Regions from separate parts of the Triticum aestivum genome. Here region 2 is linked to region 1. Evidence: chromatin contacts called from public Hi-C data. All regions are on one chromosome and are shown on one strand. The core of a region is the stretch at or near the end of the contact, and the rest is flanking DNA. Distances in the headings are between cores, read along the strand shown. Region 1 holds the start of LOC123044655 (glucose-6-phosphate/phosphate translocator 2, chloroplastic). Region 2 holds the start of LOC123044657.

Region 1 (6,280 bases), core at 3,015-5,514:
GTGGTGGTGGTCACGAAGTATTACTACTTGTGTTAAGGGTTCGTTGTTAGGAGTTAAATTAATCAGACCTTGTCATGTATCCAAACTCCTGTGTCTTGCATTTAAGCAAGAGGCGAGTTTTGGCTAAGTGAAGTTTTGTAGCTTGAATCCTCTTTCATTCCGTATAATGTCAATCAACTCCATGGTGTTAAAATGTTTCTAGAGCATGGTAATTTGAGCTTTGCTGATGCTTTTTGGCATATGTAGCTGTTCTCAGTGACTGCTGGGGAAATTGCGAAGGGTTCTTCCTACCCAACGTGTCTAGTTGTGGGTAATTAGAGCTAGGGAATGGGGATTTGAAATCAAGAAGGAAACCCATCTTGAAATTCTATCATAACTTTCCTCCGTCTCTTATTTAGTCATTCCCATGAATCAAAACGGAATAGTTTCTACATATCCTCACACATGATTCCCATCTTAATACAACTTCCTGCTTTAGACCCCCATCCCTCTTTTGAAAAATATCGCCAACCGTGCTGTCATGGGATGAATCCAACTGATTTCTTGTAGTGATGGACTCCCCTAGAAAGCTATTTCATCGATATGAGGTTTCCTACTCTTCGCATTGTAGATTACGCCATATAAGGAGGTTTCATCGATATGAGGTTTCCTACTCTTCGCATTGTAGATTACGCCATATAAGGAGGTTTCCTACTCCCAAAGAGCACCGAAAGAAACGTCGGGATCGAAGACCAAACCCATCGCCCCTTTGAGCACTCTAAAAGGTGACGTTGAACCAAAGAATATATGCGACGGGGGGCATGTGCCGCGCCGAAACGCCGGGGACCGAGCACAAGCTCCCAAACGAGAAGGACGCAGCTTCAGTGACATAACTTGCAGGTGCAGTTGGGTCACTGACATAAGGGCCAGATGCTTGTTGGGCCCACATGTTAGTGACCCAACTGCACCTGCAGTGAGAGAGGGGGCCAAGGCAACAAGCAAAGGGAAAGGAGCTACGCTCCAACGTCGCACCCATCGCAGAGATCTCGGCTTCGCAAATTGCACGACGCCGCCATGCCCCTGTATCCATCGCCAGCAAGCAAACAATCTGGGCCGATGCATTCTCAACCACGCGACTTGTTTTGGACCACGTAACTAGGCTGGAGATCGGGGGCGAAAATTCCTGGCAACTTTATTTGGACGGATTCATTCACCTCTCTACATCATCAGCACCATGGTCACGGAACAACAGACGAAGAATTCAGAGACACCCGCAGCTAAACCTAGAAAAAAAGGAAAAAAGAAGGAGATTCCTAATACTGTATATATATTACAAGGGAGTGTCCTCAATCAGATATGCTCAACAACATATAACGTCCGAACGCCGGGCCGGCTCTCGTCGGAAGAGATATCGTTTGGTCGATTTCCCTTAGGCTGTGTTTGATAGTAAAGTATTGAAAAAACCAAAGTATTGAAAACTACAACATTTTAGCATGTAGGTGTAAGATACCACAGTTTTGACATACCACATTATTTTGAAGTATTGGGAATACTTTGGAGCTGTTTGGTAGTGTTGTATATATTGACGCACCTAATAACTAGCTAGCCGTTTTCTACTTGCTTACCCTGTTACCCAAAACCCAACGGCCATGCAAAAGGCCACCCATATGCACAAAGTCCACAGCCAAACTGTCAACAACCATGCCCAAAGCTCGTCCTGCAGCTTACAAAGATGAGAAAAACCGTGCAGTGCCGTCAGCTGGCCGGCACCGTAGCAGACACACGAAGAGAAGTAGGAGGCGCGGTGATGCAATCTTCATGAGGCAGCAGGAGGTTTCTTCCTCAGAAAGCAAGGCCTGCCAGCTTCATGCCACGGGCCTCCTTGAGAAGGGAACAGATGATTAAGCGTACTAGCCGTTTTTCCATGGTCGTCTCTTTATCTATCCACGGCAACCTGAGGGAGAGACGATCTCCAGCAACGAGCGAGCGGCGGTGGCATGAGAATGAACGAGGACGAAGAAACGTGTTCGTTTTTTCGCCTGCTCTGTTTTAAAAAAAGAGGTCCTGGGTTCTTTTTATTAGACAGAGAAAATACTGCATTTTGAGGAATACTGTAGTATTAATACTACAGTTTTTTGTGGAGACCAAACAGCTTAAAGTAATTAAAACCATAGTATTTAGAAAAACTGTAGTATTCACAAAATACTTAGAAAATGCAGAGCTATCAAACGGGGCCTTACTGCTTTGCCTGCAACACGAGGTCAACAAAAGTTTCAGTGTTAAATTCTGGTTTGCTTGCTTCCTTACGTACGTGGTGAGGTAAGTGAGGCGTGTGAGATGGGTCACCTGGGAGTAGATGAAGGTTCCGAGGATGGCGATAGCCGCCCCGAGGGCGTTGACGGGCTGCACCGGCGTGCGGAAGATGATGATGGACGCGACGATGACCGAGATGCGCTTCATGGTGTTGCCCACGCTGAATGTCAGCGGCGAGATCTCGTCCAGCGACATGTACGACACCTGGTTGTACAGGTGGTAGAACACGCTCTGCGCCGCCACCCACCTACAGTACATACCAACACACACAGGAATCCATTTATTTAGACACATGAACCAACTGAAATATCACACACACTGTCAAAATCTCAGTCTTTCGTAAATGAACTTGTGCCAATTCATTCTGAAGTATGAATGCTGTACTGCTATGCTATAGTTCGTCGCCAAAGTTCATTAAGCATTTAGAATTGCTAAGCATCAACAAAACTTACGACAGCGAACTGGCAAGCAGTCACGTGATTTGGAGCTTACCAGACGAAGTTGGGACCGATCTCGGCGACTGCATTCTGCCAGCCTGCAGCCCACACCTTGGGGCCCTCCATGGCGAAGGCGAAAGGGAGGAGGATCACCAGGGACAGCATGGAGAGGCAGGCATAGTAGTTCATCCCGCTCACCGACTTGCCCTTCATCCCCTTCTTGGAGAATATGTTCCGGAACACGAACGCCAGGTTGGAGATCATCGCCCCCATGAATCCTACAGTTGATTGAGCATATGAGCTATCAGAATTAATTAAACCGCATACTTTCAACGAGCGATACTAAAGTCGCACCCAAAAGTACAACGTTGTCCAATTTTGACGCCAAAGATAAAGCCTTTGGTACAATATATACGTGCTAAATTATAGACCTCAGGACTTGTGGACAGTTCAGGTTCTTCGGAAATGGAGTACTACTGAAAAATATCTGTTGTATATACTAGCAAAAGTGACGATATTTCTTATGTTGTAGGAGTATCCGCTGGAGGTAATTTCAAGATTCAACAAAAATGGGAGTCTGCAGATTGCTCACCAATCATGTTGAAATTGAGCTCGGTGACGGCCGCGAGAGCGCATCCACCTATGATCGGGAGGAGGGAGAAGTAGACCGGCAACGGGAAGTGCTCGCCGAGGAAGAACCTTGAGACGAAAACGCTGAACGCCGGCTCCGCGCTCTTGATGATGTGCGTGAACGACACGGCCACCTTCGCCATGCTCACCGTCGCCGCCACGTGCCCGATCGTGTGCGCAATCGCCACCTGCCCGGACACAAAAATAAAAAAAAATCCCAACACACACGCATCAGCACATCGAGAACACGTACGGGCCGGTGAGATTGGCAAGAACAGCGAGCGCCAAGAAGCCATGAGTGCGCAGGACGCTCACCGGAGAGAGAGCCTTCCAGAAATCGAGGTCCGTCTGGGGCGCCTCGGCGATCCTGGTGGCCCAGGACACGAGCATGATGGCGGAGCCGGCTGCCAGGGACAAGGTCGACGTGAGCCACGGGTACGGGAACGCATTCAGCACCTTCTTATTGTATATGTTGAAGATCACGTTCAGCGCCCACCACGTGGCGAAGTAGACCCCGATCTTGGCGCTCTTCATGGCCTCCGGCGCGGCCGCCGTCTCCACCGGCCGTGCGCCATCCGCGGTGGCTGCAGGGGGCGCCGTTGACGCGGCACGGTCGTTGCGGGCCGCCGCCAGGAACGGCTCCTGGCGGTACAGAGGCCGCGCCGAGAGGGAGAGGGGACGCGGGACGGCGTTGGGGAGGGCAGGGAGGTGGACAGGCTTGAAGGCCAACATGGTGGTGGTACTGGCACCGGCGGACGCCGGGGAGAACTTCACGGAGGCGGCGGCGGCCAGCATTTTGGCGGCGGGAGGCGCGGTTAGTGATTTCTTGGGGTTTGTCTGCGGTGGTATGCGAATGCGCCTGGTGCGGGTCTGTGCCTCTGGTTTGTGATGGTGGAGGGGGAGATGGGGAGGAAGAAGGTATTTATGGGGAATGCGCGAAGGAGAAGGGAGGCGGTTTGGCCAGTTCATGATCTTTTCGCCACTGGTTTTAGGAGTATCTTTTTTCGATGCAAAAAATGTTTATTCGTTAATATATTCCCTATTTTCCTGCACTATGGTACTAGAATATCTTGTGAATATTCTTATTTTTGACCCTCTTTTATTGCATGTCCCTACGAGAAGTTCCTTACAAGAATATGAAATTATAGACAAGTCATTTGAAGAAATTTGTGTGGTCTTCGTTCTGGATCAGTAGGCGGCACACTGTGAGCAAAGCTTGTTATCTGACTTTGGGCATCCAATTTACTGGAGCAACCTTGTTAAAACCTATGAGCTTATAGAAGTAGCGGGTAAAAAGTCATTGATGTAAATCAGGACATACTGACGACTCGTGATCTACGCAGCAAATCACCGCCCCAAAGAAGAAAAAGGAAATAGCCCTTTGGATAAGTAAATTTGTGGTTTTGTTCATTTATGCATCGGTATAATTTATATATCACTTTAAAATAAGTAGGATTATTTATAAAAAAATAAATAAAGAGAAATGATTATATTTCTTTTAGAAAGACACGGAATGGCTTTTATATCTAATAATTATCGAGGGAAATAATACACCAGTACACTGAAAAGACATGACACAAAACAAACAATAGAAAATAAAATCACATAAAAAAATACTAGCCGCCCTTTCCCTTCGATTGTAAGCCGCCTGTTGGAGCTTTAAAAAAATACAGTAAAGGAATGAGGCACTCCAAATGCCCTTGTTATACCAAGCTTTAAAAATCGAAAGAGTCCCTCCTCCTTAGAAAATGAGACGTAGTAGCCGCCGAGCTTAGTCCTAGTGTAGTTGGTCATCCTCTCAGGTGACCTACTAATCATCATCGCCTTAGTTATCTATTGTCTCGCGGACAGACGGACTAGATATCCATACGCAAGTCCCACTTTGGGTGGATTTCTTTTTCTTATTCGCAACTTAGGAGGTAGTATTAGCATCGGTTGTTGTCCCCCCTCCAAAGGTCAAAAACAGAATTAGTCCCGTCTTGTTATGAACCGAAAGGACATTATTTTTTCAGGAAATCTCTAGCCAGCGTCTTCCTGCTTCGCGTGTTTCTAATGGTGCCTTTGACTTTATGACAACCCAAGCGTGAGCCTGCAACACTCATGCCAGTATTCTGCACGTTTAAAAATTGACAAAAGAGACATGCCATGCTCGCCAATATACTTGTTTCTATTCGAAACGAGTTGAGTTTTCATCCGTTGATCTATGACGAGCCGGCGGGGGTCACTTTCAGCATACCAGCCTGTTCCTCGGTTGTAAGCCGCATGTATCTGACTCTTCCTTGGTACAGTACTACCGTGGATTTCGAACTCTGCTGGCTTCGATTCCTTCCACGGGTTTTTTCAGAAGGGAATTGCGGCACCTGCACCAGCACCAGCTAGGGTGCAAAACCCTCTCAACCACCGCATGGCTGTCAAATCCATGCATGCAGCCAAAGCTAGCCGCCGCCTCCTCCTTCCTCCACAAAAAAGTTAGGGTTTCTGCCTCCTGCCGTCGCCGCCGCAGCTCCGCCTCCTTTCCGGTGGCCCTAGGACCATGGGGGCGCGGTGGATCTTGGCAAGGGCCGGCGGGAGGGCTCTGTTTTTAGTCGTTTCTTTCAATTTTGCTAGGGTTTGTGTTCTGCTCAGGAAGACGAGACGGCGGCGGCTCCCTGAAGATGGAATAAAGGTCTCCCCGCCTAGTCCCCGTTCCGGCGGCGCGTCTAGCACCGTCGGTGGGCGTGTGGAGGTGTGTCTCCGGTGGATCTATCTTTGGTGGATTTGCTCGGATCTCGTCGTTATTCGTCTATGTTCGCGTGTCTTCGGATTGGATCTTTCTGATCTACGTTATTCTTCATCTGCGGCGGTTGCTGTTCTGGTGCGCTGGTCCTACGGGGCCTTAGCACGACGACTTCCCGACTGTCTACTACAACAAGTTGTGCCCG
Region 2 (6,178 bases), core at 1,544-4,043, 220 kb before region 1:
ACGCCAACCCAACATCGACCATTGGAGACACCTGTAGTACTCCTTTATAATCACCCAGTTACGTTGTGACGTTTGGTAGTACCCAAAGTGTTCCTCCGGTAAACGGGAGTTGCATAATCTCATAGTCATAGGAACATGTATAAGTCATGAAGAAAGCAATAGCAACATACTAAACGATCGGGTGCTAAGCTAATGGAATGGGTCATGTCAATTAGATCATTCTACTAATGATGTGACCTCGTTAATCAAATAACAACTCATTGTTCATGGTTAGGAAACATAACCATCTTTGATTAACGAGCTAGTCAAGTAGAGGCATACTAGTGACACTTTGTTTGTCTATGTATTCACACATGTATTATGTTTCCGGTAAATACAATTCTAGCATGAATAATAAACATTTATCATGATTATAAGGAAATAAATAATAACTTTATTATTGCCTCTAGGGCATATTTCCTTCAATACAAGCTACGAGATGTACATGCGGATCCTTGACATGAGGAAGTGTCTTTTCTTCCTGCCCCAGGCGAGGGATCGAGTCACAGAGCAGTTGCGGGGGGGTCACAAGAAGTAGATGACTAGACAATCATTTCTCCTAGTTTAGAATGCATGCAATTGTTTATTGAGGTATGTGCGAATGATTTGTATAGTCACTTATGTAATTAGATGTTTATTTCAGTTATATATGTAGGATAAAACTTCTGATGAAATTATATATATGTTATTCTTTTGTAGACAGAGCAAATCACACGGCTTATTAGCAGCAATCGTCTGTGTTATTATCATTCTTCGCACACATTTCTGATTACAAACCTGTTTGCCGCGTCTCACACATAACTTATTCAGTTGAACTGCTTCTGTTATCTTGGCACATCGTAAACAGTTCATCCAAGTGAACTGTATGCCCTCCATTGCACACACCTTGATTTGGTTGACCATTTCTATTGTGTTGCCTAGTCACACACAGTTCATCCTAGTGAACTGTATGTCGTATATCACAACGCCCTCATCTGGTTGCCTGTTTCTGTTGTTCTGCTTCATCGCAAACAGTTCTTCCGGATTAACCGTTTGCCACGCATCACATATGCAACCCTAATCTGAACCGTATTTGATGTCACCGCCATCACAAACGTTTTGCATATTTTTTGACGGTTTTATTACAACAACATTTGTGATTAATGCATCGCACATAGTTTTGTCGAAGGGTCTCTGATTGGACTGTCACGTTTGGACCAACCTATAGTAGTGCTTGCCGGATGGGGTGCCTCCCATGTCATCGGAAGGGGCGATCGGTGCGGCACCCTCGACGGTTCACGAATTACCGGCACTCCCGCAGTGTCCCCTGAGAAGGAGTCATTGGTCCTTGGCTCCTCGTCGCCATGCCGAGTGGTCGCCTGTTGTGGTGGTTTTTCTTGGGAGAGATAGGATCGGGATCCAGGAGATCGAGGTGATGGACGTGTCAATGTGTGCGAATACACGATTAATTTCCTAATAAAACATGATCATGATTAGTTTCCTAAGAAGACGAGATCGTGATTATAGTATCCTAATTGATTGGACGTGGAGTTTCATATGGTGAAGCACGACCAGTCAATGTAAATTGTTAAGTGCACACAGAGAATGTATTATGTTAAGGCTAGCCGTTAGACTAAGTTTAGTGGGCTTAATCATGTGGTGATAATGAATCTATGTACGTTTTGCGGGGTGCACGTAAGGAAGTTCTTGTTTGATTGTTTAATAGTAGTAAAGATGGAGATAAAAAGGTCGTGCCGCCTTTAGACTCGGCCGTGGAAAATACTAGAAGGGTTGGACGCGCTTTGCTGCGCCGTTGGTATTATTGGGTTTCTTAAAAACATTATCCATTATGTTTAAAAATATAAGACGTATTACATTTAAAAAAAAGTCAAACCTCTTTAAGTTTGATCAATTTTGTAGAGAAATATATCAAAATCGCCAAATCGGTATAATTAGATTCATCATGAAATGAATTTTTCATATTTTTTTGTTTAGTATTGTGGATGTTGACTTTTTTTGCTCTAAACCTGGTCAAAATTAAAGGAATTTGACTTTCCAAAAAATAATAGTGTGCGTTTTATTTATTTTATAGTTTGATAATTTGGTGGGCCTTTTTCGGTGTGATTCTGTGTTATCCGCTAAGAAACTCATATTTATGTGAGGAAACTTCTGCGTCGGTGGCTGCATGTAATATATTGATATTACAGTATCACACGGTGGCGTTTCTTTTTTCTAGGTAGTGGGAGAGTGTGCAGGATTGATATGTTGGTTACCGCTAACTAATTCGAAGAATGATTGGCTCCATAATTGAATACCTCAGTCGAATTGAAAAGCTTCAAAGTTAGGGAAGAATAGTGACTTAAAATAATTGAATGGAGAGCTTCTTGAGCAATTGTTGACCCAGTCAAAATTGAGTGACTCGATTTAAATTGAAGACCGTAATTAATTGTAAGGCTTAAAAATTAGGAAGCACATTTTATAGTATAATTTTTTTTTGCGGGAATAGTATAAAATAATTGAATGAAAAGCCTTAAGAAATTATTGATCCCGTTAAAATCGGATGACCCAATTTCATTGGAGACCTTCAATTGATTCCGAGCCCTTTAAAATTAGGGAGCTGTTCCGTGGCCGGCTGAAGGCTGACCTGGCCCTTTTATTCACGTGCCGTGTCCTGGGCCATTCCTGAACCAAAAATCCGTGCCCACGGGCCGGCCTGAAAAGCATGGACCATATGGCCAGATTTGGGCAGGAGTAGCAGCTGCCGCTCGGGGCAGACGCGCATTTCTCAATTCTCCGGTCGACAAGAGTGGTTTGCAAGTGCTACAGTACAGACTCGGTACCTGAACCCAACCAGACGCCGCCCTCTGAGGTACCGACCGCTTAACCCCGCAAAAGCTCCAGGACGGCATGCTAGGGCCGCCGGGGACGGTGGACATGGAGGCGGAGCCGGAGGCTGCAGCCGCGCTCGTGGCCTTGGGGTTGGAGCCCTCCGCGTCGCAGCTCGGTGAGCACAGCCCGTTTGCACATACATCCGTGGGATTACCTAATTATCTTTTGAAGGAATGCGATTTGTTGAATTGATGCGGATATCTGTCAAATATGAGGCTCTTCAGAGCACCAGCTCCGTGCTAAACTCAGTTTTGTTTTGATAAATTTGTCCAATTTTTAGCTGTGCTAGCTATGAGCTATGCTAACGCTGAGCTTCCAGACCTAGGAATGGTGAGGATTTGGTACCAAACCTCTTTCTAGGGAGTGGCAGGCTCTTCATTTCGTTATCTTGTAGGAGTACTATCATTTTGTTCCTCTTGGCTGGTAATTTGTCCTGTTTAAAAATGTCAGAGAGAACCTTGAAGGCACTCGGATGCTTGCGCGTCACCACTTTGAGCTCTGTAATTAGTAGCTGGGGTTTTCTTACATCCGGGATGTAGCTTTGAGTTATATCAGTTCAGATAGTTGATGGTGGATTTGCATTTCAATTATACCCAGGACATGACTTGTTCTTTCATCATTCTACACAGATGTTTTCAAGAGCAGACTTCGTTTATTGATTGATGGAAATACGAGCGATTTTGATACGTGGGTATCATTGATAAGTTCTGCAGAGGAAACTTCTGTTGTAAGTGATTTTTTTATCTGGTTCTAATTAGTTTTTAGTAGTTTAGAACCAGCACGCCTCGCCTTTCCTATCCATTATCATATAACTTCATAAACAAAAGGGAAAATGTTTCTTTTCAAATTTCAACACTTCTGCATGCCAGACCTATTGTATGTTAAGCAACATCTGGTTACTGATGTTTGCGTTCTTCCAGAACGACATAAGGGTTATTAGCTTGGTCTACCATACCTTCTTATTGGAATTTCCTTTGTGCCACGGCTACTGGATTAAATACGCAGCTCATAAAGCAAGGTTATGCACATATGATGATGTGGTGGGGGTTTATGAACAAGCCGTCCAAGCAGTACCTCATTGTACTGATCTTTGGGTCAGTTACTGTGGATTTGCTATGAGTGCGTATGAAGACCCTGCCCTTATTAGAAGGTAAAGAAGACACAGATGTAACCTGTCCCTTCTTTTCTCCAGAACCAAATCTCTCTGGATCCTTTCCCTTCTTTTCTTTGTATAAACAAATTTTCTCACAGTGTATTCGCCTGTATGTTTTTAGGATCTCAGGCTATTTAAAGGTTTCAAACCGACAGTACTTCGTGGACCAGCAATCATGCATTTCATGTTGTTTAAATTATAACATTAGGTGGAGATAGAATACAGATTGATCAAGTACTAGAAAATAGACCAGTCACGTTTTCCATGTAGTGTAGACTTCTATAATTTGTACTCCCTCCATCCATTTTTACAAGGCCTAACCCCAAAATCAGTTTTTCCAAAAATACTAGGCCGAATTGGTCTCGCGTTGCGCGTGGCCATTAATATGTAGCACACCATGCCTGGCCTTTTCCATTGATATTTAAGGTTGTGCGTGCATGCAAACAGCCCTTACCAATTGTGATGCACATGCATACGAGGGGTTGGAGGGATTAGCACTAAATAAATGGATGGAGGAATTAATAGAGGGGAAAGTGTGGGCCTATGTACTAAATGGAGTTTGCATGCGCAGTCATTTACTACAATTTGGTTGGCTGGCTGGTCATAGTGGGGAGTAACTTAGACTAGTAACATGCATATGTTACTAGTCTGTGTTATTATCTTTATAGTGCATAGTATCATAGATTAGTATCATAGGTGGTCTCGTTTATTGCCATGCATGACACATAGTAGCATCACATTTATTATGTTACGGTATCTACCTATGTTACTATAACCATCTCTCTCTTCTTTAATTGCCTGCCACATAAGCATGTTTGCGAGTCCCAAGTGCATGATACTACTTATGTTACCCCCACTATGGCCAGCCTAATTTGCTTCAACTTTTGGGCTATTGCCTTGGTATGAGATTCAAAACTTAGGCTGGTCATAGTGGGAGTAACATAGGTAGTAACATAGATGCCACATAAGCAAAAATGTTGATGTGGCAAGTAGTTAATGAGGAGAGAGGCAAATAGAGTAACCTAATATGTTACCATCACATAGCGCTTTCCAATGCAAAATGAGTCTACAAGACAATAAATGAACATGTGTATGTTACTACACATATGACACTTCCCACTATAAGGGTAGTAACATAGAGTAGTAACGTATGCATGTTACTACTCTAAGTTACTCCCCACTATGACCAGCCTTGGGCCTTGTAAAAATGGATGGAGGGAGCATCGTGTTTGTTATGTATTGATTGGGGAAATCTTGATTCCTGAGCACGAGGACTGCGGAAGTAAAGAACCGGGGAAATAAAACAATGTTGAAATTTTGACCTTATTAAACAAGATACTTAAATTACTCATATCTCTATCTGTCTGATTGGTTGAAGGTTAAAATTTCATGGTATACACTCGATGTTTGTGGTTGGATTAGTATGTGAAACAATGTTACCCAATGAAATTGAAATATACTGTTAAATGGAAAGAGTATACTGTAGTGTGTTAGAATGTAATATCAATATCTCTTGCAGCAAGTTATAGATGCACAATATTGTTGAATAAACATCCTTTAATCCGTTTGATACCCCTTTGGTCCTTTTTATACCAGATCAGCTCATGATTTTTTTTGTTATGTTGCTGTTGTGCCATCACTAATTTTTGCTATGGCTTTTTCGACAGCTTATTTGAGAGGGCTATGTCTCTTGTTGGAAAGGATTACTTGTGTTATCATCTTTGGGATAAGTACATAGAGTTCGAGAATTCTCAGAAGCAGCTGATTCAGCTTGCTACCATTTATATTAACATGTTGAAATTTCCCACAAAGAAGCTGCACAAGTATTATGGGAGGTACATCATAGTCTCTTCATTCCCTCACTACACTACTTTTTTCATCGCCAATGTTAGGAGCTAGGGTTCTGCCCACTCTTGGCCGTAGGCAGCAGGGGAAGGAGGGGGCTGGGCGTGGCGTTGAGCTGCCGCGCCAGCGGCTGGGCGCCGTCGCAGGAGAGGAAGATGGCGGCTGCAGCGCAAGAGGCAGGGGGCGGCTAGGGTTCCGGCTCCTCTGGGAGCCGGGCAATAGAGATAATCTTCTTATTGCTTAATTCCAAAAAGAGTCTTACAGCCTATATTT

The links. A called contact is a pair of places that touch in the nucleus more often than the background predicts.
Region 2: a Hi-C map of leaf shows a contact between it and region 1, with 4 times the contacts expected there. The contact joins the promoter of LOC123044657 here to the promoter of LOC123044655 in region 1. A contact is called at or near these places in 2 of 5 Hi-C or Micro-C datasets (both in leaf).

The regions. Positions count from the first base shown.
Region 1 is chr2B:257,970,943-257,977,222 of IWGSC CS RefSeq v2.1, reverse strand. LOC123044655 (glucose-6-phosphate/phosphate translocator 2, chloroplastic) reads right to left here and starts at 4,264. Exons shown (of 5, transcript XM_044467459.1): 1 at 3,675-4,264; 2 at 3,322-3,547; 3 at 2,785-3,007; 4 at 2,326-2,539; 5 at 1,648-2,227. The coding sequence starts at 4,154. The coding sequence ends at 2,216. LOC123044656 (60S ribosomal protein L36a) reads left to right here. Exons shown (of 4, transcript XM_044467460.1): 4 at 1-201.
Region 2 is chr2B:258,185,078-258,191,255 of IWGSC CS RefSeq v2.1, reverse strand. It overlaps LOC123044657, which reads left to right and starts at 2,793. Exons shown (of 12, transcript XM_044467465.1): 1 at 2,793-3,022; 2 at 3,537-3,634; 3 at 3,913-4,057; 4 at 5,728-5,895. The coding sequence starts at 4,023.